7 separate regions of the Mus musculus genome follow, and regions 1, 3, 4, 5, 6 and 7 are each linked to region 2. A link is a contact called in public HiCAR-type, HiChIP or PLAC-seq and promoter capture Hi-C data. All regions are on one chromosome and are shown on one strand. Each heading gives the region's core, a stretch centred on a gene start, on an enhancer-like site or on the middle of the called end of the contact. The rest is flanking DNA. Distances are from core to core; before and after follow the strand shown.

What was found. Promoter capture Hi-C pulls out the DNA fragments that hold promoters and counts their contacts. HiChIP or PLAC-seq counts read pairs in DNA pulled down with a chosen protein or histone mark. HiCAR-type assays count read pairs that join an accessible place to other places.
Region 1: a contact with region 2 is called in an H3K4me3 HiChIP or PLAC-seq map of embryonic stem cells, with 5 times the contacts expected there. The contact joins the enhancer-like site here to the promoter of Ttc21b in region 2. A contact is called at or near these places in 7 of 39 promoter capture datasets (the 3T3-L1 cell line, cranial neural crest, frontonasal cranial neural crest and 3 more), 5 of 484 Hi-C or Micro-C datasets (embryonic stem cells, myeloid progenitors and uterus), 9 of 115 datasets of contacts at active chromatin or transcription factors (astrocytes, bone marrow-derived macrophages, differentiating embryonic stem cells and 5 more) and 1 of 9 other capture datasets (liver).
Region 3: an H3K27ac HiChIP or PLAC-seq map of large pre-B cells shows a contact between it and region 2, with 2.4 times the contacts expected there. The contact joins the enhancer-like site here to the promoter of Ttc21b in region 2. A contact is called at or near these places in 6 of 39 promoter capture datasets (the 3T3-L1 cell line, 3T3-L1-derived adipocytes, embryonic stem cells and 3 more) and 1 of 115 datasets of contacts at active chromatin or transcription factors (large pre-B cells).
Region 4: a promoter capture Hi-C map of embryonic stem cells shows a contact between it and region 2, with 4 times the contacts expected there. The contact joins the promoter of Slc38a11 here to the promoter of Ttc21b in region 2. A contact is called at or near these places in 9 of 39 promoter capture datasets (the 3T3-L1 cell line, 3T3-L1-derived adipocytes, cranial neural crest and 5 more).
Region 5: a contact with region 2 is called in a HiCAR-type map of astrocytes, with 2.6 times the contacts expected there. The contact joins the promoter of Scn3a here to the promoter of Ttc21b in region 2. A contact is called at or near these places in 1 of 39 promoter capture datasets (pre-B cells), 1 of 484 Hi-C or Micro-C datasets (embryonic stem cells), 3 of 115 datasets of contacts at active chromatin or transcription factors (astrocytes, embryonic limb bud and embryonic stem cells) and 1 of 9 other capture datasets (pancreatic islet).
Region 6: a HiCAR-type map of astrocytes shows a contact between it and region 2, with 3 times the contacts expected there. The contact joins the promoter of Scn2a here to the promoter of Ttc21b in region 2. A contact is called at or near these places in 7 of 39 promoter capture datasets (the 3T3-L1 cell line, cranial neural crest, embryonic stem cells and 4 more), 1 of 484 Hi-C or Micro-C datasets (the N1E-115 cell line) and 5 of 115 datasets of contacts at active chromatin or transcription factors (astrocytes, embryonic forebrain, embryonic stem cells and 1 more).
Region 7: a RAD21 HiChIP or PLAC-seq map of pro-B cells shows a contact between it and region 2, with 4 times the contacts expected there. The contact joins the enhancer-like site here to the promoter of Ttc21b in region 2. A contact is called at or near these places in 5 of 39 promoter capture datasets (the 3T3-L1 cell line, frontonasal cranial neural crest, hippocampal neurons and 2 more), 1 of 15 datasets of contacts at CTCF or cohesin (pro-B cells), 5 of 484 Hi-C or Micro-C datasets (cerebral cortex, embryonic stem cells and myeloid progenitors) and 10 of 115 datasets of contacts at active chromatin or transcription factors (bone marrow-derived macrophages, embryonic forebrain, embryonic stem cells and 4 more).

What each region holds. Positions count from the first base shown.
Region 1 is chr2:65,417,482-65,420,181 of GRCm38.p6, reverse strand. No RefSeq gene overlaps it. Among named protein-coding and RNA genes, the nearest start is that of Gm34739, 3.5 kb to the right of the region's middle. Within about 2 kb of position 1,386, at least 8 of the 459 cell types and tissues checked have an H3K27ac peak or open chromatin away from gene starts, as enhancers often do. A contact at or near this core is called in embryonic stem cells, where this site is marked.
Region 2 is chr2:66,255,175-66,257,894 of GRCm38.p6, reverse strand. Ttc21b (tetratricopeptide repeat domain 21B) reads left to right here and starts at 1,278. Exons shown (of 29, transcript NM_001047604.2): 1 at 1,278-1,381. The coding sequence starts at 1,361.
Region 3 is chr2:65,341,050-65,343,749 of GRCm38.p6, reverse strand. All of the region lies in intron 7 of Slc38a11 (solute carrier family 38, member 11), which reads left to right. Among named protein-coding and RNA genes, the nearest start is that of Slc38a11, 22 kb to the left of the region's middle. Within about 2 kb of position 1,444, at least 115 of the 459 cell types and tissues checked have an H3K27ac peak or open chromatin away from gene starts, as enhancers often do. A contact at or near this core is called in pre-B cells, where this site is marked.
Region 4 is chr2:65,362,707-65,365,406 of GRCm38.p6, reverse strand. Slc38a11 (solute carrier family 38, member 11) reads left to right here and starts at 1,381. Exons shown (of 12, transcript NM_177074.2): 1 at 1,381-1,526; 2 at 1,940-2,060. The coding sequence starts at 1,488. It overlaps Mir6337 (microRNA 6337), which reads left to right and starts at 1,007; the gene lies at 1,007-1,111.
Region 5 is chr2:65,566,161-65,568,860 of GRCm38.p6, reverse strand. It overlaps Scn3a (sodium channel, voltage-gated, type III, alpha), which reads left to right and starts at 1,369. Exons shown (of 27, transcript NM_001355167.1): 1 at 1,369-1,595. All of the region lies in intron 2 of Gm34833 (a long non-coding RNA gene), which reads right to left.
Region 6 is chr2:65,619,492-65,622,191 of GRCm38.p6, reverse strand. It overlaps Scn2a (sodium channel, voltage-gated, type II, alpha), which reads right to left and starts at 1,423. Exons shown (of 27, transcript NM_001346679.2): 1 at 1,177-1,423.
Region 7 is chr2:65,390,244-65,392,943 of GRCm38.p6, reverse strand. No RefSeq gene overlaps it. Among named protein-coding and RNA genes, the nearest start is that of Gm34688, 6.9 kb to the right of the region's middle. Within about 2 kb of position 1,418, at least 23 of the 459 cell types and tissues checked have an H3K27ac peak or open chromatin away from gene starts, as enhancers often do. A contact at or near this core is called in bone marrow-derived macrophages and pro-B cells, where this site is marked.

The sequences.
Region 1 (2,700 bases), core at 137-2,636, 840 kb after region 2:
GAAGGTATTTTACAGTGTGGCGAATTCTTGTCATAACTTTATAAGCATCATTTTCCTGGTGCAACATTTGTATTTTCAATGCCTGTTAATTGGATCTGTCTGAATTTTATTTTCCTGTGTATTTTATGGAATAACTGCTGTACTGTTCATATATACTCTACAAAAATATTGGCAAGAGTAATGAATTTTGGATTAATCATGCCTTTTTAATTTTCTGAATTTCCTATAACTGGACATCTGAGGTCTTGCTGACACCAGAAGATCCATTGGCTTACCAGTTAATAGGCCACACCCACCGGCCTCCTTCACATAAAGTGAGCCTTTACCTTCAGTATGCCCCTCTGCTTTCTGGACTGTCACACTGGGAGACCCTAGATCTATCCTCCATCCTTCAGAGCCCAGGGAAAGTGCCCACACTGCCATTTCTCAGTCAGCTTGCCCCGCTTGACCTGTTCTTTCCCAGACAGAGAACAAGGAAGTTTACTTCTTTCCTTTCTCCCTCACTGTGCTTCCTGGCTATCCCTGCCACCTTCTCCTTGTGGGAATTGTGAATGATGAGCCGTCATTTCGATGTCAACTAGCATCCAATCTGGGGTCTTCGTCATACTTGAGTAATATTAAAATCTACATTGTAAAAACATAATTCACCAAAGTCTAAGAAATTGCTGCTTACAACAACTCCCTAGTTGCTAAGAAGTTCAAAGTTTGAAACTGGTAAAAAGAATTTTAAGGAATGGAGTATTTCCCAGCTTACTACACTGCCACCCAGAAGACTGTCTGCCCACTGTCAAAACAAGTACTAATCTGTAGAGGGAGATTCACACTTCCCTGATAGTTCAGACCTGAAGGCTGGAATCTCCCAATTAACCTGACAAATGGTTATGGTCTGAGCACATAGCAAACACCTCTACCATAAAGACAAGATGTTCTGACCAGGGCCTCTGTGCTGTAAATTCTTGGCACCATCATCATTTTTCTGTATAAACACTAATTTTTCGCCTATTAACGTCAAAAAGGAAAGAAAGGAGAAAGAAAACAAGAGAAGAGAAAAGAAGAAGAAAATGTCTAGACTGGAAGCCATTGAAGAAAACTTTTAAAATTTAAAAGTTGTGATAGGGATGCAGAAGTGTAGCTCTTCATAGTTGATGGCTTCTGGCAGTGATGGATGTGGGGAAAGTGTAGGTTTAGATTTTTTTTAAAAACCTACTTTTGAATAAGGGCTCTCAAATATTTCACACACCCCCTCCTTCTAGTCCACTGTTAAAATGTGCTCTTCCCCCAGCCTTGAGTAGGTTGAACAAAGCTACAACAGTTTTACAACCTAGCTGGAGTCAGTGGGCCTCAACACATCTGCAATTTCCTACAGGAGCACTGAGGTGTTGATGGCCTGCTGAGCTTGCTTTGCAACTCAATCCAGCTGAAACAAAGGATGGGGACTGTGGGCTCTCCCTATATAAACCCAGTGCTGAATATTAAACTTTGAGCCTTGATCACAAACTTTGTCTTGGCTTCATCCTTCTCTCACACCTTGCTCCTTTTCATTTCCAGCACCCCTTTTCGGTATACCCAGTTCATCCATGGCTGCTGAACAGCTACATCCAAAGATAGGGGCAAAAAGATAGTAAATAGGACAAGGGGGTGTGGATCTGTTTATAAGTAGTTCCTTGGGGGATGATTCCAATCTGTTTGTCAGCATACCAGCAGTCCAGTTCAGTAGTGTCAGGATACTAAACATGAATCAGCAGCAGTAGCATGCGCCAGCAGAAACTACCAGGTATGAGTCTTCGTGAGAGTGACCAGGTCCATCTAGGATGCCAGTACTTTGTTGTGCCTCTCTCAAGGAAGTGAACATCAGGGAAGATAAAGACTCAAGAACAATAAAGCAGTAGACCGCTAACTATGCAAGCCCCTGTCATTGTCCATTGAGTCCTATTTATACTCTCTTCAAACATCACATGTCCTCCCATGGGTCTTGCCTCAGCATAACACCATGTGAGTCTGCATCACATGACATAGCCAGAAAATTCCACTTCAGCAAGGCCTCAGTTTTCTTTCAGAGACTGGCCATTGGGAGTCTGACCATGCTCCAGTGACTATACCTAACCCATTACCCTCTTGGTTCCCCTCTCACTCCTGATCTCCAATTAACTCCTCATCTATACTCATTCTTTTAAATCACCCATGATTTTCACTGGGGCTGATTACAACAACATAGATGACGGCTTGTTGACAGGACTGTGGGCAACTTACCAGTGGCTACAACACTGAAGAAAATGTCTCTCTGTCTTATTTAGCCTTTCATTGCTACAAAGATACACCATGACCAAGGCACATAGCAAACACCTCTACCTACATTTAACTGGGTCTGGCTTATGGTTTCAAAGGTATCATCAGCCCATTATCATCATGGTGAAAAGCATGGCAGTCTGCCAGCATGTAGACATGGTGCTCTAGAAGGAGCTGAGTGTTCTAGAACTTGATCCAAAGGCAGCCAGAAGGAGACTCTCTTTCACACTAGATAAACCTTGAGCATAGGTCTTCAAAGCCTACCTACACAGTAACACACTTCCTCCAACAAGGCTAGACCTCCTAATGGGCCAAGCATGTTCAAATCACCACACTCTGTTTCTCCCATCAGCCAGCAACTACATACAAATCCCCAAAGAGTAGTAGGGTTCTGTGAGCATTTTCTGTGCAGTG
Region 2 (2,720 bases), core at 29-2,528:
AATTCTAGAACTGTCTACATCATTCTGCCTGTTTTTTTTTAATTGAAATGGATTCTTCTCTCATCCCAACCACAGTTCCCCCACCCCACTCTTCCTAGCTTTTCACCACATCCGCTTCTCCATTCCTTTAGATCCATTCCCCCTCCCTCTCCTCTTCAGAAAGAAGTAGGCTTCTAAGAGATGACAGCCAAACAGGACCAAAATACAGTAAGACAAGGTAAAAGATCTCATACGGAGGATGGAGAAAGCAACCCGATTGAAGGAAGAGTCCTAAGAGCAGGCAGGAGGCCCACTAAAACATCAGTATAACGGCCACAGCTGCCTGCAGTCCTTTAAAGAATACAAGCAGAAACAAATTAGTGTGTCTAGATGCCCCTCTCAGTCAGCTTGCTGGATCTCATGATAAATACACTGGTGAAGATCTTCTAAGGAAGGCTGCCAGGAAGCAAACAGAAAAGCAAAAAGAAAAGCAAACAGCAAGTCCATGGTCCCAATGTCTTCTTCAAGGTCACGTGAGAATCTTCTAAAGTCCTTTCATTTGGCCTCATCTATCAAAGGTTCCACCACTCCCAACAGCACACGGGCTGGGGAACATTCAGCACGTGTGTCTTTGAGGGACAGTTTAGATCCAAACTACAGCAAACACTTAAGAAATAGAAATCTAAAAGAGGTAACCACATATTTTTAAATAAGACTTTGGGGGTGGAAATCTGGCGGAGCAGTTTAATAAGCACTCGAATAGCAAAATTACAGCAGCGCCTGAAAAGATTTAGAACAAGCCCAAGCCAGGCTTCAAGGTTTTTGCCGAACTGTGATTTTTCTGCGCCACCTTGTGGCCCAGACACGATTACTACACGTGTCAGGTAAATCATTTTCCCTGGTCAAGTACTAAGCCGCATTGCGCAAATCGGCTTCCACAAAAAATGCTGAGAAAATGGAGTCGGCCTTTGTTTGCAGGGATGAAAAGCGGCATGGCTCTCCCTCCTATTTGCTGCTTCATCATCTTTATTCTTTAATCTCATATCTCTTGCTCCACCCAATCCCTCCTCCTCGCGCCGTTTCCAGGCTGGACCTCCCTCCTCTAGCCCCACAACTCGGCAGCACTCAATGCTCAGCGGATTCCAGCCCCAGTCGCCCTCGCGGTCCTCCCTCGGGGTTCCCTCCTCGCCTGCTCCGGTGGCCCCCTCCTTCCTAGTCCTACAACTAAGCTCCGCCCCCTCACGCCGACAACCAATGGAGATCGGGCCACGCCCCTCGTGCTGCACGCCGCGTCCCTTAGGGTTTGAGGGCCCGGGAAGTGGGTCTGAACCCCTAACCCTGCGGCGGGCAGCGGTGGGCACCCTCCGGGTAGCCGGCGGCCATGGACTCCCAGGGGCTGAAGGTGAGCGGGCGGCGCGGGGCGTGGGCAGGGCGAGTGGACTGCGAGGTACAGGGTGGCTCGGGCAGCTGATGGTGAGAGCCTGCGGCCTTGGCGGAGATGCTGCGCCCCCCGCCGGGATGATCCCGAGGGCTCAACCACTGCCTTGCGGTTAACGGCCAGCCCCCAGCCTCCTGCTTATGTTGGCTTTGGACTTCTCCTGGGAAAGCCTGCTTAGTCTCCAAGTGTGATTTCTAGGGACTTAGCGAGCTAATGTCCTCTACCCGGCACTCACCTTTGCAAGCGGTTAACGAAAGTCCTTTAAAAGGAGGAGTATTATAGATTATGAAAATGGTCTTCCCATAGTTGCACTCAGCATATATTTCAGAAATGGTGAAAAACAAGGACAAGGTTTGGAAGCCTTTCGCGATCATTCCCCTCCCCTCCCCTCGCATCCCCTCCCCTCCCCTCTGTCCACTTTGGGACCTGTTCAGTATTTGTGGAGCGCTTTTTCTTGGGTGACTCCCGGAAGTTGGAGCTAGCTGAACAGACTCCTGGACATGAGATTTACTCATTCAAAAATCCAACACTGGAAAAAGTTCTTAGTACATTTAGCAAGCATTGGTTGACTGCCTTCTGTGTGTTTTGCACTATTTTCTAAGTACTTGCAATACTGCAGTAAAGGTGCTTAGTCTTGCAACTTTCACTTGATTTATGAGGGCTGACCCCACAAGCTATTAAACACATGAATGTCATGAGAACTACTGATTATATTCAGAGGACAGTGGGTGCTGACAGTTAGGGAAGACCGAAAGGTTTGGCTTTTTTTTTTTTTTTTTAATGAATTTCTACATTACCTTTTCAAGTTTTTCCTCCAACTCTTTTACATGTTTTATCCCTCATTTTATCCAAATGAGTTCTGCACTAAAACCACTTTAGTGATAAAACCATTATTAAACTTCTCATCACTTAGCACAGGAGCGAGTCGTGTCCTAAAACTGAGGCTGCTGACCTTGGCTTCTTCCCTTTCCAGTTTGATCAGTGCAATATTCTATCTAGAACAAGGTTCTTGAACAAGGAGTGGCAAGCACCGTCTACAAAATGCCAGATGGTACCTACTTTAGTATCTCTGTCCATCTGCAGTGACGTTGGTAAGCAGCTGTGGATGTACCTAAATGAAGGAGCATCCTCATATGCCAGTACATCTTCATGAGCTCTAACGTTTGTCTATGAAAGGTTTTCCCTGGCCCTTCTTCTCCAACTATTTTTAGCTCACTACCCATACAAAACCAAGTGGGAAGAAAGCCAGACATATCTTGGACCTACCTTCCCTTTGGACCTATCACTCTGGTTTCCTACCCTA
Region 3 (2,700 bases), core at 195-2,694, 910 kb after region 2:
CCAGTCTCAACCAATCCAGGTTCACTGAAAAAAAATCCACCCCCTCCCCCCCAAAAGATAGTAACATCATAGCAGGCAGCCGTTGAAGAGATCTCTTAAAAACTGTGATAGGCTGGGCAGTGGTGGCGCATGCCTTTAATCCCAGCACTTGGGAGGCGAGGCAGGCAGATTTCTGAGTTCAAGGCCAGCCTGGTCTACAGAGTGAGTTCCAGGACAGCCAGGGCTACACAGAGAAACCTTGTCTCGAAAAAAACCAAAAACAAACAAACAAACAAACAAACAAAAAACAAAAAAAAACCCAACAACAACAAAAAAACCCAACAAAAACAAAAATAAAAAACCTGTGAAAGGATGATGAAATATTGTTCTCCACAACAGCTGCCTTCCAGCAGGTCTGCAAAAGGAGAAAGGCTTAGCTCTATTGAAGGGGCAGGCCACTGAGAGTCTGAGCAAGCCCCAGTAAGTATAACGTTAACACTCATTAGACTTTTCTCTTTTTGCTGGGGTGAGGTCACAAGGGAGTGGGTGGGCAGGGAAGGAAGTGAATGTGGTAGGGGTGTATGATGTGAAATCCTCAAAGAATAAATAGAAATATTATGTTGGGGGAAGAAGGGTATGGTAGAAAAGTGACCGAGGAAGACACTGGTGTTGTCCTCTGACCTTTACACACTCATGTTCTTACACACACCCATAATGGTGTTCTTCAAATGAATACACAAAACACACAGCAACAGCAATAATGATGCTATTGATGGTTTCTGAGGTAAGATCCTACTCTACTCCCTCCCACCTGCTTGTTTGTGTGAAATCAACCCAGCAAGAGCACTTAGTGAAGAGTCGGCAAGGGAATCAAAGATTAGATGATAATTAGAATCAAAGGAAGTTGATATCTCAAGTGATGAAACATGTCCATGATTACATGACTTGTTTCACGTGGGTCATTTTTTTTCTTTGTGTGTGATTTTTAAAAAAAGATTTACTTATTATTATATGTACGTATACTGTAGCTGTCTTCAGACACGCCTGAAGAGGGCGTCAGATCTCATTACGGATGTTTGTGAGCCACCACGTGGTTGCTGGGATTTGAACTCAGGACCTTTGGAAGAGCAGTCAGTGCTCTTACCCACTGAGCCATCTCTCCAGCCCGTGGGTCATTTTTTTGTAAGAACAAAAGTAAATTCTGTCACCACCACCACCACCCCCCAAAAATCAACATTAAGTTTTCTGAAAATTTAAATCAAAGTTTAAAAATTGTATTTAAAGTCAGTGAATCCATTTTGACATTGAGAGTAATCACAAGGGAGGATTTTTTTTTTTTCCTGCCAGCTCATGTCAAACACAGATCTGTATCAAGGAGTCTGACACAAATGCGCTGGGAGGGAGCGGTGGCTGAGGAGCCAGCTGGTGCCGAGCCTGGGGAAGTGGTCAGCTCTGCCTGTCACTTAGAGCTTGTGCTATGACAGAAAACAGGAAACGCTGAGCTGTGCCTAGGGGTAGCCAGAGCATTTAACTCTAAGCTGTGTCTGATTGAAGCAGTTAATTTAGAGCAGGTTCTGCCTACACGGATCACTCGGAAGCATCCTGTGCTCTGCGGAAGAGTTTGAGTGTGCGCTACCAGAAGGTACGAGGTGTTCTGAGCCTCCTGGCCCAGAGGTGCAGTGTCCTAAGGTCCAGCAGGAATACCTCGAAGCTTGGTTGTTGTTTTGGTGTTATTTATTAGAAACAGGGGCTCAATATATAGTCTAGGCTAGCCTGAAATTTGCTTTGTAGACCAGGCTAGCCCAAGCTTACAGACATCCACTTGCCTCTGCCTCCTGAGAGCTGAGATTTCAGGTGAGACACCATGCCCAGCCTGAAGCTTGTTTTTAATCACTTCATAAAGACAGGGTTGTTTGGTAGGACAACATTTCTGATCCCTCGGCCATTATGAAGATAACAAATTTAAGTTTCTAATCAATACAAGATGCAGGACTCCAAGGATCCAAACCATCACCCACATCTGGCAGCTCACCACCAGCTGCAACTCCAGCAACGGAGGAGCTTATGTCTTCTTCTGGCCTCTTCAGGCATGCCCATATATGACATATGCTCTCACAGACATACATATAAGTAAAAATGATTAAAAATAAGTTTTTTCTTTAAAAGCATAGAGGACTATGTATATAGCTTTGTAGTTAGCATACAGGAAAACCTGATTTTGACCCCCAGCATCCCCCCCCCACCAAAAAGGCTAAACAAAAATTATATAATTAACATCTGTTAAGGTTTTTTTTTATGTAAAGGAAGCAATCATTTCTTTTTGAAGCACTGGTCATTCTACGGCTGCAAACTACTCTATACCAAGCCCAAGGTCACTTCAGACCTTGTAATTCATAGACACTAAAGTTTTCAAAATGAAGTCCCTTGCCTTCTCTTACTCTTCCTTCCTACCCCCTTCTCCCTTTTCCCTGCTTCATTCCTTCTTTCACTTTCCTGTTTGCTGGTTTGCCCTGTTTGACTTTTAGGCTTAATCCCTTTTGTTAACCTTCTTCCAAATGCTCACACAAGAAAGATACTGGGTCACCCTGACTGGCTTCCTGTTCTGCTAAGCCTTCTAGAGAGATCAGCCTCTCAGTTTGTTCCTGTACCACCCACCACCACCCTAGGATCCCACCCCCATCCCCCACGCTCCGCCTCTTCCAGGTTCCAGACACTCTCTCT
Region 4 (2,700 bases), core at 132-2,631, 890 kb after region 2:
AATATTATAGACCATTAATGCTGTTTGTGTGTGTGTAACTTATGGTTACAAATAAATTCTTACGAATGATAGATGGAAAAATATTGATAATTTCATGAACTGGTTGATTCTAGAGCTGTGAGGATCAAGGAAAGAGAAGTTGGTGGTGTTTCTACTGTAACTCTGAGTGTTCATTTTTACAAACGGAAAAGCAAGGGGCAAATGTTGAAACTTCTTCAATTAATGGTACAGAGTAGTGGAGGATTTTTAAATAGCTCTAGTTTTTTCTAACCTTTTATCTTTCTTTTGCATGCTGTGTAGGTGTGTGTGGATGCCTATTTGTGCATGAGTGATGGCTCCGGAGTGAGGTGGATCCCTGTTTCATTCACTGGGGAAGGCATGTCTCACTTTAACCCAAAGTTTGCCCATCAGCAACCTTAGCTGTCCAGCTTGCCCTGGCAGTCAAGGGGTTTGGAGAACCCAAACTCTGGTCTCCATGCTTTCATGCCAAGGTGCCTGAGAAGTCACCTCCCCACGACCCAGTTTGTTTGTTTTCTTTATATATTAAAACTTTTTTTTCATATTTAAATAGTCACGAAAAATAAATAAATAAATAAATAAAATAAATAAATAAATAATATAAAGAACCTCTCCGTTTCGTTAGCATCTATGGATTATTATTTTCTTGCCCCAGAGGACGTTCTCTGCCCATCTTCCGGTCTGTTTCATCCTGTTTAACACAAAATGACAAATAGAAATTTTCATTTAAGGTTCTTCCTAGCCTAGGTATTCTAGGGACCCTCCCTTTGTTGGCCCCTGCATGTCCCTTTTCCTTTTTAAAGGATCATTACCTGAATCCGCAGTATCAATCTATCGCGCCTTTCTCTTAATTTTTCCTTCTCCGAAATTTCCAGGGCCTCTTTGACTAAGGCATGCACAGCAAACAATCTGGCTAAAGCCCCCAAGTAGTATTTTGCTTTCTGATGATTTCTTTATGAGGCTTCCAAATTCTACTTAATATAAAAGTTCTAACATTTCACAGTCCTTTTCTATCCAAGAAGAGGTGTAGGGGGAGGAACACCCTGTAAACAATGTCACTCTGTGGAGATGAGGGCTGCTGGGTTGCTAGGTTCTTAGCTGGCTTCAGACTCTGGCATAGGAACAGAGAGAGAAGCAAGGGAAAACGCACGCTGTGGGAGGAACAGGTTGTACCTTTGCAGTTTTAGATAGAGAGATCAGTGCGGTGCGCCCTGAGTGAGGGGAGTCTGAGCTACAGGGTTAGAAATGTCCAGCATCCTCACCCGCAGCAGCGAGCAGGGTGCACCCGCCCCGCCCCGTGAAGGCGGAGACCTCTGAGCTGCAGCCTAGTGCCCAGCGTACCCAGGGACCCGCTGCACCGGCTCCTTCCATCTCGCTGGCGAACTTAAGCGGGCAAAACCTGCAGGGGAGTTTGGCCTGGTGGGAGCCTGCTTCCCAGCCTCAGAACCTGCCCTTGCGCAGATGCAGACATGAGCTATCAGCAGCCACAGCTGAGCGGTCCTCTGCAGGTAAAACTGGCAACAAGGGCAAGAGCTCAACATCCTCCTTAAGTTTAATGCTGGGGTCTTGGTTTGGCAAAAAGGGATAGATCTGACTTAATCTGACCTACACCGATTTGGCAAACACTTTTCAATAACACCAATAACCTCTTTAATTTCATAAAACCGTGTGGTTGACTCCTAACAGACTCTGGAGTTGGGTCAAAGCAGTTGGGCAGCCTCAACATGGAGACTTGTGAAGACTTAAGGATAGACTTTAAGTTCTTTTGGATTGCTGGCCATTCTTGTTTTCCCTCCTTATTGATGTATTATTAACACTATAGGCATAACTTGATGTCATTACTATGTTTGAATCCTGCGTTGCTTATTTATCTGACTTTTTTTTCGAACTAGTAAAATCGTTATTTTATCTATTAAAATAGAGAGAGACAGACTCGAGTGACAGAGAAAGCCTGATCTCCGGACATGAACACGGAGGGAAATCTAGTCAGTCTGCCGCTGTTTTCAATGTAGTCAATTCTGTTATAGGATCTGGGATAATAGGTAAGCCACCCGTGTCTGCTTGGTTCTGTTTATGAAGTATAAAGACAAGCTTTTCAAAGTGTTATTATGATGCTAGCATTCAGTAAAACTTCAATGGGGTTTTCTTCCACAAAAGCTTTTATATTTTTTTCCATCATAGTAATGATCTGTCCTCTTTATGCGGAAATTGCACTGTTTCCCCCCCCCCACATCAGACAATAGCATCCTCCAGTTGGGGAGAGGCTACACAGGGGCCGGGGAAAATGGGCTTTTCATAGATTAACTGGTCAGTGGATCATGTCAACTAATGCATTTGTTTCTTCTTTCTGAAGCAGACTGTATTACAAAAACCATCTTAGTGTCAGTGTGAAACTTGCAGATTCCTGCGTATATTATGTGTACAAAAGCTTAATGGGAGACTTTTAAGAATCCTATGAAAATTAAACTAGATAATATCTCCTTGTGCACCTATATGATCTTAAATTTAAAATATGAGCTTATGAAATACTGTTTACATCTAGTTATTAATAGAATTCATTTACAGCAGTGCTTACAATTGGTAAGAATAGCCCCTGTTATCCCAACAAATTAGAAGCAAGGGAAAGCTTCTATAAAAGTAAAAACTTTAAAAGCTATTGCATTCCATTAATAGAAGCAGTAT
Region 5 (2,700 bases), core at 120-2,619, 690 kb after region 2:
GCAGATCCAAGCTGCAGGATCGCCACCTTATAGGGCAACGACAGGATATCTGAGCGGAGTCCCGGTGAGGATCCAGGATTGATGGAGTAGCAGAAGCCAGAGGCCTCGAACCAGACCAATGACTCACTGCAATGACACACCTCAGCTTCCAAGGTGAGAGATCTTCTTTCTTTCTTTCTTTCTTTCTTTCTTTCTTTCTTTCTTTCTTTCTTTCTTTCTTTCTTTTTCTTTCTTTCTTTCTTTCTTTCTTTCTCTCTCTGTCTCTCTGTCTCTCTGTCTCTCTCTCTCTCTCTCTCTGTCTCTCTCTCTCTCTTTCTTTCTTTTGGGAGATGTTGCAGGGGCAGAAGGCTGATACAAAGGGATGGGGAGATGAGTAGGATTGGGGCTAATGATGTGAAATTCACAAAGAATCAATAAGAATTTTTTTAAAAAATCCTCACCGTCCAAGACCAGGCCTGCTACGGTGCTGATTCTACCCCAGCAGTGGGGACAGAGGCGGGGAGTTTGCTGCTTCAGTCTAATTCCATGTTTAATGAGATAATTTTTCTCTAAATGTGAAAAGTAAAACCAAAAACTGCTGTTAAGAGCCCCCTCAACTCACAAAAGTCATTTTCCCTTTGACTACGTGATTCTGTTTCAATGTCGCAAGCATTTGCTGCCCTAATGTCTCAAAGGCTGAGCTAGAGGTAGATCACGGAAGACCCCTGAGGTCAACCCCCACCTACGCTGCCCCTTCATGAGCACATACACACCCCCTAAAGGAGCACATATATATGCCACACACACCTAAAAAATAATAAATAAATAAATAAATAAATAAATAAATAAATAAATAAATAAGGTATTCAGATCAGAGGTTGTCTTCAAAACCAAAACAAAAGAAAGAAATAAAAAATATGAAAAGTTTACATCTGCATATATGTTGTACTATTTTCTAAGAAACCAGATTTTTCACCTTGTGTGGAGGGGGACCTCATCTTGGAAGAGCAGACTTAGAGAAGATTTTATGAAAACCTGTGATTCCTAATCAAACAACTAGAAAATTAAAAAGTAAATACATAAAGAGGCGTGAAAGGTTAACTGTGCACACTCGTGTGGTAGCTAGGTTACCCCCCACCACCCCCCCCCCCCGCCTCCATCATCTCTCTGCTGTCACCGTGGGGCCCTTACATGATTCATAATGTTTCCATACAGGTTTGCCTCCTGCCTTCCGAAGAGATGGAGAATAATAGGAGTGTTTTGTCGTTTGCGCAATGGCGTGTGTCTGCCAGTAGATGGCAGTAACACGTTGAATGCTGCCAGCTTTTTCTTTTTCTTTCTTTTTTTTTTTTTTTTTTCCTTCCAGGGCCGTTTTCTGATATATGTTGGGTATCATAGAGTGAATCTCAGAACAGGAAGCGGAGGCATAAGCAGAAAGGATTCTGGAAAGGTCTCTTTGTTTTCATATCCACAGAGAAAGCAAGAAAAAAAAATTGAATGTAATTTGCAAATCCCTGTGGCCCAAATCTGAAGAACTACTGGGGGTGGCACGTTCCATTCTAACCATCTTGGATGCTGTCCTTTGTTGAGCTGTGATTCCTAAGGCTCTCCATCAGGTAAGCTGACAAAACATTTAATTATTTGCACCGTAGAATCTAGCCACCAGATCATCTTCTCATTTTAAAATCCTCCCCGTGCTGCCATTTTTAAAAGCCTAATGTTTAGATGTAAATTATAAGAACTAAAGGTATCATTTGATTTGTAAACTGCTTACTATTATTCCTTTATCTTTCAAAGGAAACAGCCTCTGTCTGGAAATGGTGACTTACAATACAGACTAGGAATTAAGGAGTGTGTGTCTGTGAAAGAAACAGATGTTTGGGGTTCATTGTATAGAGAGAACATCTGTTTTGTTAGACTTAATGTCAACCCACTAGATTTCAGGACGACACCGCCTATTCGGCATCTTTAAATCATTAAATGCTCAGTGAGATTGGAGCTACCTTTTCTGTGCTTTATTTTTTTTTTAAATTCAATTTAATTTTATTTACTTAGAAGCTCTGGAGAAGCCATATACAGACAGTGATATCAATATATAAGGGTGTTTGGCTATTTAGACATTCTTATTTTTCTTAGAAATTTATCAGCATAGAGGGAAAGAGACCACCCAGAGTAACATTAAAATACATTTGATTTGGTAAAAGTGAAATGATCCATGAATTCCTGTATGTCCCATACCCTCCTGTTTTGTTACCTTTTAACAGCCAGAAGCTTGAGAGCTGGGTAGGTTTCTTTCCTTCCTGGAACATTTCATGGTTGGTTTTTATTATCAGTACTATTACTACCAATCACCAGGAAAACTCACTTGAGACCAAATGAGAATAATTTACATTGTGTAGAGTCTGTGCCTGTCACTGAAATGTTTTACACCACACTCATAATGTTCCATTCAGTGATCACACTGCTACATTAGCAGAAGACCTACAGGCAGTAGTGGAAAGACAAGTTTTTAAGATTACAAAGCTCTCTCTCTCTCTCTCTCTCTCTCTCTCTCTCTCTCTCTCTCTCTCTCTCATGTGTGAGTGTGTGTGTGTGTGTGAGTGTGTGTGAGTGTGTGTGTGTGTGTGTGTGTGTGTGTGTGTGTGTGTGTGTGTGTGTGTGCAATAGGTAGTGTAATGTCTCTTGTGAGGACAAAGATGAAGCCATTAGTGTTTGTGAGGA
Region 6 (2,700 bases), core at 174-2,673, 640 kb after region 2:
ATTCAAATAATATTTTTTCAGTATTCCTAAACATCCCGAAAACTCACAGATTTCACAACCTCAAACATAGCATAACTACCTTTTTATAGGAAAATGATGACTGAGATAGAAACATCTCAAATGCATGCACCCTCACTGCCTGCCTCCTACACCACACACACACACACACACACACACACACACACACACACACACACGTCTTTCAACAAGAGAGAGTGAAGCAGTTAACAATCTTGTAAAAATATTCCTATTTTTTTAATTTATTCAAATCAATCCAAATGTTGAGCCAAATGGCAACCAATGGCTTTTGTATACGACATTTCTATATTTCATTTTCTGCTTCTACTGATAATCATAAAGAAAGTCTTTAATCATAGGAACCAGGATAAAAAGGAAGGTTGTTACCATTTCCACCTCCTGAGTCATTCTACTCTTTAGCTAACATCACGTGACCTAAAATTGTTTAAAATGTGAACACTTTTCACAATGGAACTATTCTAAATGCCCACTGTCTTTTTTTTTTCACAGATAAGGATAATCCATTTTCCCCCAGCAATTAATTAGTTTCCACTGTTCTCCTCCTAAGGGGGGAGGGGGGAGTCCAGTGCTGTCACTCGGAATCTATTAAACACATTACATCAATCTTCACTCGTGGGCTAGCAGTGACTTGCATACCGTTCTAAAAGGTTAAAACAAAAACATAAAGAATCCCAACATCCTAGCAGCAGCAATTGTTCAAAAGGCCTTGGGCTCAGGATGCTGAGGTAGCTCTAAAACTGTGCCCAGGATGCTCAGCCGTGGGCTCTGGCAGAGCCACTGCCATGTTAGTCTGCTTCATTACATCTCTATGATTTGTTCAACGCATTAAACATCAGTATTTCCCTTGTGAGAAGAAGGCCCATCCCTCACTCTGCAAGCTTTATCTTTTGATGTTAAACAAATACAGCCACAGAAATGAAAGGCTAAGAAGCCGAAGAAAACATTGAAAATACAACATGGCACAGCCAGTGATCATTTTAGCATAGGAAGGTTTTTAAACGCAGAACAGCCAGAATTAGAGCATTTGAGCCTTTGAGTTCTGCATACAACATTACAAAGCACATCTTATTTTAAATGCCATCATTTGGCAGAATCGTGATTCACTGATGCAACAAAAATAGAATCATGCTTGCTTACCTGAAATAAAGGGAATGGTACTCATAGCACAGAATCCATGTGCGTGTTGAATATAACCAGTCTCCAACGCAGGTTTCTAGAATTCAGCCTACAGCAGAAAGTAAAATCTCACATGTGCGATAATAATATCCTTACTAAAGAGAAAAAGCCAAGACAGGGCGATCACTGCATCCTCTCTGCTTCTGCCTTAGCTTTCTGTTCTGACACTCAGTCACTCGATGGTACCCACTGTCAGAAAACAGCATGCTAAATTAAAATAAATAAATAAATAAATAAATAAATGTAGGAGAGGAGCGTCTTGCATGACAGCTCCATCTCCTGGCCACAAGTGGAATCGCTGTAATTTCAAGTTCCTTTGGCAAAGCAACATTCAACACATAAGATTAAATGGTGTATAGTTCAGAATTCTAATGTACTCTAATTCAACTATTCTAGTTAGTTACAAATTGAACACTAAAATGTCATTATACTTTGTGGTTTTTTAAAATGTAGTTTAACATTTGGAGTTTGATTTATTTTTATTATGTTTAAATGAAATCTGAGTTTTCAGAACATTATGGAAAAGAGCTATATGAAACTAATTGTAATTATTAATCATGTCATTATTGGTTATCTTTTTGTGAGGAAGTATATTGTCTTAAGAGATAAGCTTGTTGTTAACAGAATGATGGATTTATGAAAAGACAAAAACCTCGGTCAATCAAACTTTCTGAAACATCTCGAACCATATAGGCAATCTGAAATGTGATAATTGTTCTATACCATAGTCTGAAGCAAGGCCTCATTGGGAGGGTAGGAGCAGAATTCAAAGTTCCCCACTTGTTAAGTAAGTTAGAAAACCAAAGTTTTGCTGAGTATATGACCTGTTCAATACATATTAGTTTATGTACTTATTTTTTTCGTGCTTAATTTTCTACAATTGTTTATGAAGTTCTGAGTCACAAACTACTTGAAATTTAAAAAGTCTATCTGCTGTCTTTTTCTCAAAACCAACTTCATCAAACAGGGTCAAGTACCAATTCAGAGATTCTGGTGCTGTCCGTGGTGCTGAAAGCCAATTACACGCTCTCTTGCAGTGTTCCAAGATTTTCTGCCAGCTGACATAAAATCTTGGTAAAATACGATTTAAAAAAATAATAATGATCGTTTCATTATTAGAAAGATTGCTCAGAGGTTAAGATCATTCACTGCTCTTGCAGAGGACCTCCACATTAAAACCAAAATCTAGGCATGTGCCCAGAATTGTGCTCATACCCCTGCCCTCACTGAATCTATTCTTGTTTCTTTACAGTCACTTCAATTTGCTCACTTTTATAAGCCTGGATCCTTAACACGTACCTGAAACACGAATTATTCCCAGATAATGAATGGATGACTGTCCTAGAAAAATAGCTTGTGCATTACTTTTGTATTTTCATTGTACATATACTTGTATTTTTGTGCTTTAATTCCTATGTTTCCTTTAATATGCATGCCCGTCATAAAGCATAAAAGTCAATGAAGTAAATAGCATGCATTTTCATT
Region 7 (2,700 bases), core at 169-2,668, 870 kb after region 2:
AGTAAAGTGTGATGATGTCTAAACTTTCTCACAAGCACTTTAGTCACAAAGATATATTAGTGCACATGTGGCCACATACATACCATCACAGATATGCTAACTTGTAAACTTTATGTCTAGACAATTGTGTACATGCATGTATGTCAGTTCAGTTAGGGTTTTAATGCTGTGAAGAGATACTATGACCAAGGCAACTCTTATAAAAGGCAACATTTAATTGGGGCTGACTTATAGTTTCAGAGATTCAGTCCATTATCATCAAGATGGGAGCATGGCAGTGTCTAGGCAGACATGGGGCTGGAGGAGCTGAGAGTTCTACTTCTTGTTCCAAAGGCAACTAGGAGTAGACTGCCCTCCAGGAAGCTAGGACAAGGGTCTTAAAGGGCACGCCAACAGTGACACACCTACTCCAACAAGGCCACACATCCCAATAGTGATACTCCTTGAGTCAAGCATATTCAAACCATTACATATGTATAAAGAGAATGAGAGAGAACTATAGGGAAATATAAACGAGTGCTGGCACTAAGCAGGAAGGTGTGGCTATCACACTATTCTTACTCCCTTTCTGTAATTTTGAAATGTTGTTTGTGTTGAGAGGGTCTCTCATTGTGTAACCAATGGAAACCTTGATTTGAACTCCTGATTCTCAACTAGCCTTATAGGCACACCCCACCATGTCTAATTTTGAAGTTTTAAAACTCAAAAGGAAAAAAAAAACACTCAAAAGGTGGAGTAAAACAGAATTGATATTTAATATTTTCAAGAAATTATTCGGGGTAATATTTCAAGAAATATTTAAGGTAATATTTTCAAGAAAAAATATATTTTTCAGTTTTATCACATTGCTAAAGTGACTTTTTGAGAAAAAAAAAACCTAATAAGGTTTTGAAAGAACTGAAATACGAAAAGGGGAGGGGCCTTCATTATCAATATTAGCAAATTTCAATGTAGCCGCAAGTATTTATTGGTTGCTGCCTTCCAGATAGGGAATCCCCCGAGTTGTTTGTTTTTGGTTTTTGTTTTTGGGGGGTTTTGTTTGTTTGTTTGTTTTTTCGAGACAGGGTTTCTCTGTGTAGCCCTGGCAGTCCTGGAACTCACTCTGTAGACCAGACTGGCCTCGAACTCAAAAATCCTCCTGCCTCTGCCTCCCAAGTGCTGGGATAAAGGATGTGCCACCACTGCCGGGTTCTTGCTTCTTAAAGGATGGGTTCTGACCCCTTTTAATCATCTCCTTTAGCCTTGTGATTCTCGGCCCTTCCAGTTCCAATTTTTTAGTGACATTTTTAAAGAAAATACTAAGATACCAAAACGTCACCAATAAAATTGGAAGCTGACAGCGCACATCCTCAACCACAAACAGGAGGCAAAGGGGTGGGGCGAAGAGGAAGTGGGCCGAGGCAAACCCTCCCCCAGAGAAGTACTTCCTTCAGCAAGGCTCCACTTCCTGAAAGTTCTGCAACCTCCCCAAACGCACCAGCAACTGAGTGCCAGATATTCAAATAGGTGGGCCTAGTGGAGACATGTCTCATTCAAACCTCCAGGACAGCCATGATAAGCAAGATATGATTTAGTCTCTTTTATTTTTTTTCTGCCCTCCATATCAGACACAGCATTTACATGTAACATATACATACAAGAGTTTTATGACGAGTTAAAATAAACAACAATAGCACAGTATGGTCTTAGGGAAATAAAGGCAGCTTTTTTTTTTTTTTTTTTTTTTTTTTTAAAGACATGGCATCACTACATAGCCCTCCCTGAGTGTCCTGGACCAAACTACATAGATCAGGCTGACCTCAACTCAATAAGATCTGCCTGCCTCTTTTCTCCCTGCCTTCCTAGAACTGGGATTAAAGCTGCTATGGCTGGTCAAAAAAGATATTTTAACCGATCAAAAATCATATGTGAAGTAAGTTAGCTGTCTGTTTTCTTGTGGGTTCAGAGTTGTTTGTACTCTGTGGAATACTTGATTAAATATTTGTAGTATTCAAAATAAAGTATTATCTTTTAATTCTAGCTTTCCTTTTGGTTGCTTTGATACTGTGGATATCACGGATATTATCTCATGTGGAATGGCTAGTTATAATTTTACAAAAGATTGGTCTCTGATATCTAAGTGACCGTAGCCATTATTTGTGAATAATAATTTTCTTTGTTCTACTATTTTGATATTACAGAAATCAGGTAACCATCAAGTATCATTTCAAGACACTATCTTTCCCAGGTAGCAAGTACAGTACCATTAGCAGGATTGGGAGTTAGAATTGGAGGAAAACAGAGTTCCAGCACAGCTAACTTTTTTTTTTTATTATTCTATAGTCAGAGGGAGAAATGGGACTCTAATAGGTACCATTTTTCAATACCAAACACTAACATTTTATTTGCAAAATATAGAGACTGGATAATCTTTTAAATTTCACCTAACTCTATTACAGAGCACCTTCAGTACTCATTTAATCAAGAAATGTGGGATTTAAAAGTATGTAGTGTTTTAAGGTATAAAATGCTATGAATGTTGTCCTTGGAGATCCATGCCTCTTAGAGGATTTGGATACAAAAATTTAACCAAAACCTTCAGGCATCTTTATCAAGATCCAGGGGATCTTGAAAGTTAAAGGAGTTGGAAGTCTGAACACGCAGAAGGGATCCCATTAGCATTTTTAATATAAGTAATAGAACAAAGTCCAACTGGCTGCA